Linked DNA regions of Sus scrofa: region 1 is linked to region 2. Evidence: chromatin contacts called from public Hi-C data. All regions are on one chromosome and are shown on one strand. The core of a region is the stretch at or near the end of the contact, and the rest is flanking DNA. Distances in the headings are between cores, read along the strand shown.

Region 1 (4,477 bases), core at 266-2,765, 48 kb before region 2:
GGCTCGTCCAGGTAGACATGACGCTCTTGAAAAGGGTGTGAGTTCGGGCGGCAAGTGAAGATGGCCAAGGCTGACGGCATCGAGGACAGACTGGGGGTGTCTCTCCTACTAGGGACAAAGAGGAGGTCCACCGGATCCGGACCCTTCACAAGCCTCTACCCCTATCCCCCACCAAATTTTAAATTAAAACAAACTGCACATTGTCCAAGCATAACCAGTGAACATCAACAACTCTTCACTTGGGTGGGAAGACGAGTCAGCGCAAGCCCCATCACCTCCTTTAAAACCCAGCAGTGCCCTGATCACACCAAGTCCCCAACTGGTAGCTTTCAGTCCATCTTCTTCCCTGGGAAGAAAAGGCTCAAACATTGGACAGCTTCGGCCAAGAAAACTCCTGGAAGACAGTTTGGGGACTGGAGGTATCCAAGCAGATGAGTCACACGCCAATTCTTGGGTTTTGTTTGGGATCGCGGCCGCTTTCCCCCCTCGGTGGCGGAAATGTTGCAGCACTGCAGCATGAAGGAAGGGTCGGTTCGTTGCGGCCAGAAAGGTCCTTTCAGGCGGAAGAAAGGTGTAGCTGAGCACCTCTGGGCAGCCACCGCCCGTCTTCGAGGGCCTCCGGACTGGAGGGACGAGAGGCGATGGGGCCAGCGCAGGGGTCTAGACGGCCAGCCGGACAGTCTGCATTGCCCCTCCCGCGAAGGCCGGCCGGGAGGTGGCACAGGGTCCCCGGCCCCGCACGAGACGAGGTGGCGGTGGCTGGAGTCCCTGGCACGAGGAACGGGGACCGGCGGGAGCTAGGGCAGCGGCCAAGGCGGGACTCCGGGCACCTGGCGGGCGTCCCCGCGACCAGGGCGGGGATCCGGCTCAGCAGGCGGGTGGTGACCGAGCGAGGCGCGACCCCGGGGAGGATCCGGGGTCTCGGCCCGCAGGAAGTTGGTCCCTGGACTCCTGGGCTCCTGGCTGCTCCTCAGCACACCGGCCACCTCCTTTCAGAGTCTCTCCCGCGAGGGTCGCATCTCAGGGACCGCAGCTGAAGCTCCCGACGGACGAGGAGGTGGGGGAGGGAGGCTGGCCCGGAGGTTGGGGGAGAGGCCTGGAGGCCCCGGGTTGGGTCCGCCGCAGCCTCCACCGCTCGCAGCCGGTGGGACAAGCTCAGGCTCTGCCCGACGACAGAAACTTTCCGACCTGGTGGGGAAAACATCAAAACAAACGGCCGTCAGCGCCGGTGCCCGCCCACCTCAGCCCTCAACCCCCTCAGCCCACCCCAACCAGCCCCCGCGACTGGCCACGACTCGGCCGACCTTTCCGCTGAGGGGCCGCGGGGACTGGGAGCCCGGACGCCAAGACGGGTCCAGCTTCTCTTACCGCCGCCGCCGCCTCAGCTTACCTTGCCAGCTCCGGCCGCCATAGTGACTCTGACTGAAACCTACCCGGTGCACCGCCACGGGAACGCGCACCCTTCAAGGGCCCTCCTACCCCTTCTCCCGCGCCGTAGTCGGGGCATCACGTGACAGACGCCGCGGAAGCCATGATGGTCAAGGGCAGAAAAGAGGGCAAGCCTTTTTAACAAGCCTCCGCACGCCATCTTAGTTAAGGGTTGGACGCTTCAAAACCGTGGGACACCTTTGCCACCATTTTGGTTATGGGCAAGAAAAAATTTGACCTGTTGAAGGTTTTCTAAACATAACGTGCCAACTTCCTACTTTGCCATCTTGGTAAGAAGGCGCTAGCATTTACTAAATTTTATTCACTAGAGTCCTCATTGAAAATATCAACGCCCAAGGAGACCAAGCCCATCCAAAGGAGCTGTTATTAGCATCCATCTTAGTTGTGGGCAGCACAGCTCCCCGACCTCCACCCCAACAGCCGCCTTAGGTGTGAACAACTAAATTCCTACAAGTCTCAGGATTTGTGCATCTGTAACAAGATTCATCCGCCCTCTTTAAAGTCTTCGCTATGTATCCTACCCGGAGGAAAAACTCTTTCTTAGTCCTTGCGTTCCATTTCAAATGACAATTCTTCTCACTGGGCCTATCTTATTTCCCAGGCCCCTAGCGCTGACTCTACCCCGAAATTAGTGCAACTTCTGAAAGTTTAAAATCATGTTTTTCCAGAGAGAGAGGTCCTTTGGAATCAATGATGGCGTCATTCTTCAGATTCCTTTGACAACAGGCTCCACCACTCTGTGACCTTGGGGAAGTTTCTAAACCTCTACGAGCTTCGTTTTGTCATCTATTACTTGGAGATAATAGTTAACGCACCTGTTGTGAGAATTCAAGGGAGTAATCTATCTGCTCATGAAAGAGTAAATACTATTCAATTCTTACATACAGGGTTTTGGCCCTGTTCTAAGTTCTGTGCTGGGCCCTGAAGACACATAGATGAACCAAATCTCAATCCTTGCCCTCTGAGAGTATACCTGGGTATTGTGAGATAAGGATAGGGAGAGGAGGGTTTCAAATAGAGATAACTTCACTTTGATGCAATCAGGGCTAAGATGAAAACAAGCACTAGCCACTAAAGGGGTCTTCTATGGGAGGTAACTGAACTCAAAGAAGGATGGTAGGAAAACCACGATAAACATGGTATTTGCTGAATGGTTTCGTAAATTTCCAGGAAGGTTTAGTGAAAAAAAGAACAAGGCTTTTATTTTTATTTTTTTGCTATTTCTTGGGCCGCTCCTGCGGCATATGGAGGTTCCCAGGCTAGGGGTCTAATCAGAGCCATAGCCACCAGCCTACGCCAGAGCCACAGCAACGCAGGATCCGAGCCGCGTCTGCAACCTACACCACAGCTCACGGCAACGCCAGATCCTTAACCCACTGAGCAAGGGCAGGGACCGAAGCCGCAACCTCATGGTTCCTAGTCGGATTCGTTAACCACTGCGCTACGATGGGAACTCCAAGAATAAGGCTTTTAAAATGGTAGAACAACGTGCCTGGCACATTACAGTGTCTCAAATATTTGATACATGATTGAAAATTACATACTCTTTATTACGGGATACAGTAGGAGTGGCACAAAGAGAGTCCCAAGAGAAGAATATATGTTATAAGGGCCTTGTATACTTTCTAACTAACACTCTCACTACTTCAGCAAATGTGTATGGAATTACTACCATGTTCCAGTTACTTTATTTTGGACAAAAATAAGAATATATTGAAAAGTCTTAATATAAGAGGTTGAAAAGTTTTCATTTGTGGTAACTTTTAGTCTCATGTGGAATAAGTAATGTAGGTCCCTCCGCAATCTCTAATAAGTTTTGTGCATGAACTTATGCATTCTTTCAGTCCTTCATTCTACAAATACTTAATGTGGGAAACAGCTACTGTGACAAGCCCTGGAACTACAACAATAGGGGAAGAAAAAAAAAACTCCCTCACAATTTAGGTGGTAACACAACAAAATTCTTGCTACTATGAGTTTATCAAGAGTAATGGGAGCCTTGTGGAGTAGTATAAATTGAGATGAAAAATGAGTAGGAGTAAGCAGCTCTTCTGGTAGTAGTGGGATAATGAAATTTGAGGTCAAGGAAATATTACAAGCAGAGTCCCAGAGACTTGGAAGAAAAGGACTTTAAGAGAATTGCAGGTAGGTCTGTATTACTGGAGCATGAGGAGGGGTGGTAAAGAAGGAAGGGCACAGGAAAGTGATTTCAATTGTTAAAGGACTTGCAGGCCGTGAAGTGGTCTTCACAATACTTCCATCTTTCTCCTAGAAGGTCACAGTAGAGTGATGAAAATCAAAGTTTCAGAATCAGACATTGCATCACCATTTAACAGAGCTGTAATTATAATTTATTTAACTTCTCTAGGTTTCAGTTTCCTCATTTGAAAAAAAGTAGGTTATATCCCCACAGAGTCTTATTAGGATTAAATAAAATAATGTTAGCGTTTTAATAAGATAATGATTCCTGGCAAATAGTAGATACTCAGAGAACTTCAGTTTTTATTATTATTACTAATAGTAAGAATACCTGCTGTAAGAATATAGCAAGGAGCAAGTTCTATTATCTCTAATTCATATATGGAGAAACTTGTTCATAAATGTGGAAACAAAAAGTGTCTCTTTATGCTCAGTTCACTACAATCTCTTAAAATTAATGTTAAAATGAACAGAATATAGTTTTTAAAAATTTTTTTCCAAGGAAAAGCTGGGACTGCTATAACCTGGAAGGATAAAGAATCTTACCAAGTTATGCAGGGTTCTGAAAATACTAAAATGGCATTGAAGGCGTTCTTCACCCACTGGTATTTGGTAGGCACAGAAAAGGCTTAAATTAAGATATCTCATACATGAGATATTTTGAATTCTAAACCATGTGGGTGTTGCTCCCTCTGATTCTGTATCCATATAATATTTTAATTAAAATAAAAAGTATGTTATGTTTTGAGAAATTTGTAATGCTAGTATTTCCCCAAGTGGTGGCTGTTTCTTTTTTATTTTTACTTTTTTAATAAAATGATCATTATTA
Region 2 (3,944 bases), core at 632-3,131:
CAAACATCACTACTGATGTCTGAGGATACTTGATCCTGTCCCTGTAAAGAGAGATGCTAACATTTCCTTCATATAAAAATTCTAGGTATGCGGACAGAACAATGCTTGTCCAATGGGGTAGATTTGACTGGGCAGTGCACCAAAATACTTAGGAGCTCAGGTTCAGTGTGAGAGATCTGAGTTTGCCTTTGTTCTGCCACCTACTGGCAAACTTATGTGACATTATTGTCATCTCGTGAATCTCAGAGTTCTTATCTGTAAAATGGGAATAATAATAAGGCCTACCTTTTGGGCTTTTGGGAGGATTAGTTAAGATAATGTGTGTAAATGTATGAATATGTGGGAGTTCCTGTAACTCAATATGGTTGAATTACAAACCCAACTAGTATCCATGAGGATGTGGATTCGATCCCTGGCCTTGCTCAGTGGGTTAAGGATCCGGTTGTGAGCTGTGGTGTAGGTGGCAGACATGGCTTGGACCCATGTTGCTGTGGCTGTGGAGTAGGCAGGCAGCTGCCACTCCAATTTGACCCCTAGCCTTTGATCTTCCATATGGAACTTGGAACAGGTACAGCCCTAAAAAGCAAAAAAAAAAAAAAAAAAAAAAAAAAAAAAAGAAAAAAGAAAGAAAGAAAAGAAAAGAAAAAAGTATGAATACAGTGCTGTTTTTATTTATTTATTTAATTTATTATTTTTTTTTTTTTTTGCATGGGAAGTTCCTGGGCCAGGGATCAAACCCATGTCACAGCAGTGACCTGAGCCACAGCAGTACAATGCTAGATCCTTCCTGCTGAACCACCAGGGAACTCTGTGTGTTCCTTACTTACATCCACTGTGCAGTTTATGCTCACATAGTAGGTGCTGAATAAATCCGGTCAGTAGTATCAAGTTGGACCTATAAAAATAACAATTCAACAAACCAACTACCTCCTGGGTGCCTAGCTCAATGCTGAGCTCCAAGAATATAAAGCTGCTTGAGACTAAACCCTTGCTAAGTGATCCAGATTGCTGTGGAGGCCAACCTGGTGTTCCAGAGAGCTCTTGGGATGCTGCTGTGTGAATGCTGAATGAGTCACGGACAATTAGGCCAAGAAAGGTGGGAGAGGGCTTGGTGGAGAGGGAACAGCTGAATGAAGGGATCTCTCAGTCAGTAGGTTGCCTGAGTGAACTGTAAATCAGCATCAGAATGTTAATACTTGCTTGGCAGGTCATGTAACCTCTCAAAACCTCAGTTTCTTTATCTAAAAATAAATAAATAATAGTGACCACCTACTAGCCATGATGCGAACATTCAGTGAAGTAATATTTGTAAAGTACTTGCTTGGCACATCATCTGGCACAGAGTAAATGCTCAATTTAGCCACGTTACTAATTTTTTTTTTTAAATTAAAGTGTGGTTGATTTACAGTGTTTCGTCAGGTTCTGTTGTACAGCAAACTGACCCAATCACACACATTTCCTGTGCTTTACAGTAGGTCCCATTGCCCATCCATTCCAAATATAAGAATTTGCACCCAAAAAACCCCCCAAAATGCCCATCCATCCCATTCCCTTCCCTTTCCCCCCTGGGAACTCGAAGTCTGCTCTTCTTGACCACTATATTTTAACATTTTAATAATACCTTATAATTATGAATGATGACATTTCAAGAATACTTCATTTCCTGGTCGTTGGACTGCGAAGGAGGATCCCAGGATTCACTGTATCAGTGTTGAGGAACATTGAGGAAAGGAAGCCAGGGCCCGCTTCTCAAGTTCAACCAAGCGCTTGCCTGACGTCCCCACATCTACGCTGTGGTACACGAGGACTGGTGCAGAGCCGGGCTCCCAGGGTCACGTGGGTCGCGGCCCCGCCCCGGCTGAGCCCGTCCCCCGCGGCTGCACCAGAGGCGGCTGCGCCTGCGCGGAGCCAGGCGCGCTGTGCAGCGCGGTCCGCGGTGGGGGCGGCGCGAACAGCAAGGGGGAGGCGGATGGCTCTGCGGGGCCTGGCAGGCTCGGGGCCCGGTTCCCGCGGGCCGGCGGATGAGGCGGTGGCGACGGACGAGGAGCGCGAGGCATCTGCCTTGGTGGCGGCGGGAGCTGTATCGGAGGAGGATGAGGAAGACGAGGGCCGCGGCCGGGGCCTGCTGCGCTGGGACGGCTTCTCTGCCTGGCTGCACTGCGTGTGTGTGGTGGGCTTCGACCTGGAGCTGGGCCAAGCCGTAGAGGTGAGGCCCAGCCGCACCTTGACCCCGTGTGCGACCCGGGTCCCCGCGCCGGGGCGGTCCCAGCAGAGTGTGTGGCTCGCGGGCCGGCCTGCCTGGACCCCGGCCGATGCGCATCCGGGCGTGGCCGGCCGCCCCTCCGCCAGTATACTGGGCTGCGGTCCAGAGTTAGTTCCCTTGGGAGGATCGTGGGCTGTGGCTAGGGGTGAAAAGTTCTCTCTCGGCCCCTTCTAGATTCTTGTTGACCGTCATGTTTTCTTTTTCTTTTTTTTTTAACCCGGTATCACAGGAATAACTAGAATGGTTAGCGGCACCCAGGGAAGACTGCAGGCAGGATGTTTAGGACTTTGTCAAGAATGGAACAATGCCCATGACATACGGTGAACTATAATAGCCAAACGCCACACAACCAACATTTTTTTTAGACCTATAGATTGTTTTAATCATTAGCAGTAACTCCAGAGCATTCCACTCAGCCTGAGCCGAAATGCTTTTCTCAGAAAGCATTTTCTCTTTTGCTTTTGTTCCTCATTTCTGTTGTTTCTTGATAGTGCTTCTGAAACGGCTTGAAAGCTGATATCAAGATGAACATAAGGAAAATAGTTGGCTTGTGAATCTGTCAAGTTTTCCTATAACACCTTATCGGAAGGCTTTGTAATCTTAACTACTCTTCACATTATTTAGGGTCCCTTTTGTAGCACAGGAGATCGCTTGTCTTTATGTATCCAAGAAAAACATTATTAGAACGACCTAGGGTTAGAAGATTGTTTTGTTTTGTTTTGGTGGTAATGACAGATTTTAATTAACCATTTAATTCTGACTTGAGTGGCTTGAGTTGGCTAGAAAATTGGCCGGGGAGGTTTTTCTTAATGTGAACTGTGTATTCAGCTTGTTTTCTCTGTGTTTTATTATTATATATCTCAATACACATTGTTTCCATTAAGATCTTGGCATTGTGCTGGACACACAAACATGAAGGATATGCTCTAACCTGTATTTGTAGATTGAGACTACAATTTAGAGGAGAACCTAGATTAATCACTCTGGGAGAGAGAGTTAAATGCAATGCCTGGCGCATGGTGGTGTTCAATAAAAAATTGATAGAATCAATGAATACATGAACAGTACTTTCAGATAGAAACAGCAGTTCTCAAAGACTGAGAGGAAGAGATTTATATGTCATCTATCTTTTACATTAATACATTAACCTGAAGTTATATGTACAGCAAAATACAGTTTAACCAGAAAGCATAAGATTGAGTTCTTGTAGTCGATTGCATTTTTATTTATTTTTTTGTCCTTTTAGGGCCACACCAGCAGCATATGTAGGTTCCCAGTCTAGGGGTCTAATGGGAGCTGTAGTTGCTGGCCTGTGCCACAGCCACAGCAATATCAGATCCCAGCCACATGTGGGACCTACACCACAGCTCATGGCAATACTAGATCCTTAACCCACTGAGCAAGGCCAGGGATCAAACCTGGGTCCTCATGGATACTAGTCTGATTCATTTCTGCTGAGCCATGAGGGGAGCTCCGATTGCATTTTTAAATAGCTAGGGGAAGTCCTTTGGGATTCTTACAATTCGGGCATTCTTTATCGCATGAGTATGTTTTTTTGACCAAATAAACAATACTCAGCATAATTGAGGTGCTTCAAAAATGTGAATCATTGAAGGATTTTTTTTGAATTTCGTTTTCCATAGTATATGCTACTGTACAGAGTTTTCTTTCTGTAGTTCTT

Evidence for each region. Hi-C and Micro-C count contacts between places; a contact is called where the count stands out from the background.
Region 1: a contact with region 2 is called in a Hi-C map of skeletal muscle, with 4 times the contacts expected there. The contact joins the promoter of SLMAP here to the promoter of DENND6A in region 2. A contact is called at or near these places in 15 of 47 Hi-C or Micro-C datasets (alveolar macrophages, blood, brain and 9 more) and 2 of 2 datasets of contacts at active chromatin or transcription factors (alveolar macrophages and skeletal muscle).

Annotation. Positions count from the first base shown.
Region 1 is chr13:39,568,968-39,573,444 of Sscrofa11.1, reverse strand. It overlaps SLMAP (sarcolemmal membrane-associated protein), which reads right to left and starts at 1,515. Exons shown (of 21, transcript XM_021069059.1): 1 at 1,391-1,515; 2 at 1-1,188. The coding sequence starts at 80.
Region 2 is chr13:39,522,047-39,525,990 of Sscrofa11.1, reverse strand. DENND6A (protein DENND6A) reads left to right here and starts at 1,881. Exons shown (of 20, transcript XM_021069010.1): 1 at 1,881-2,206. The coding sequence starts at 1,970.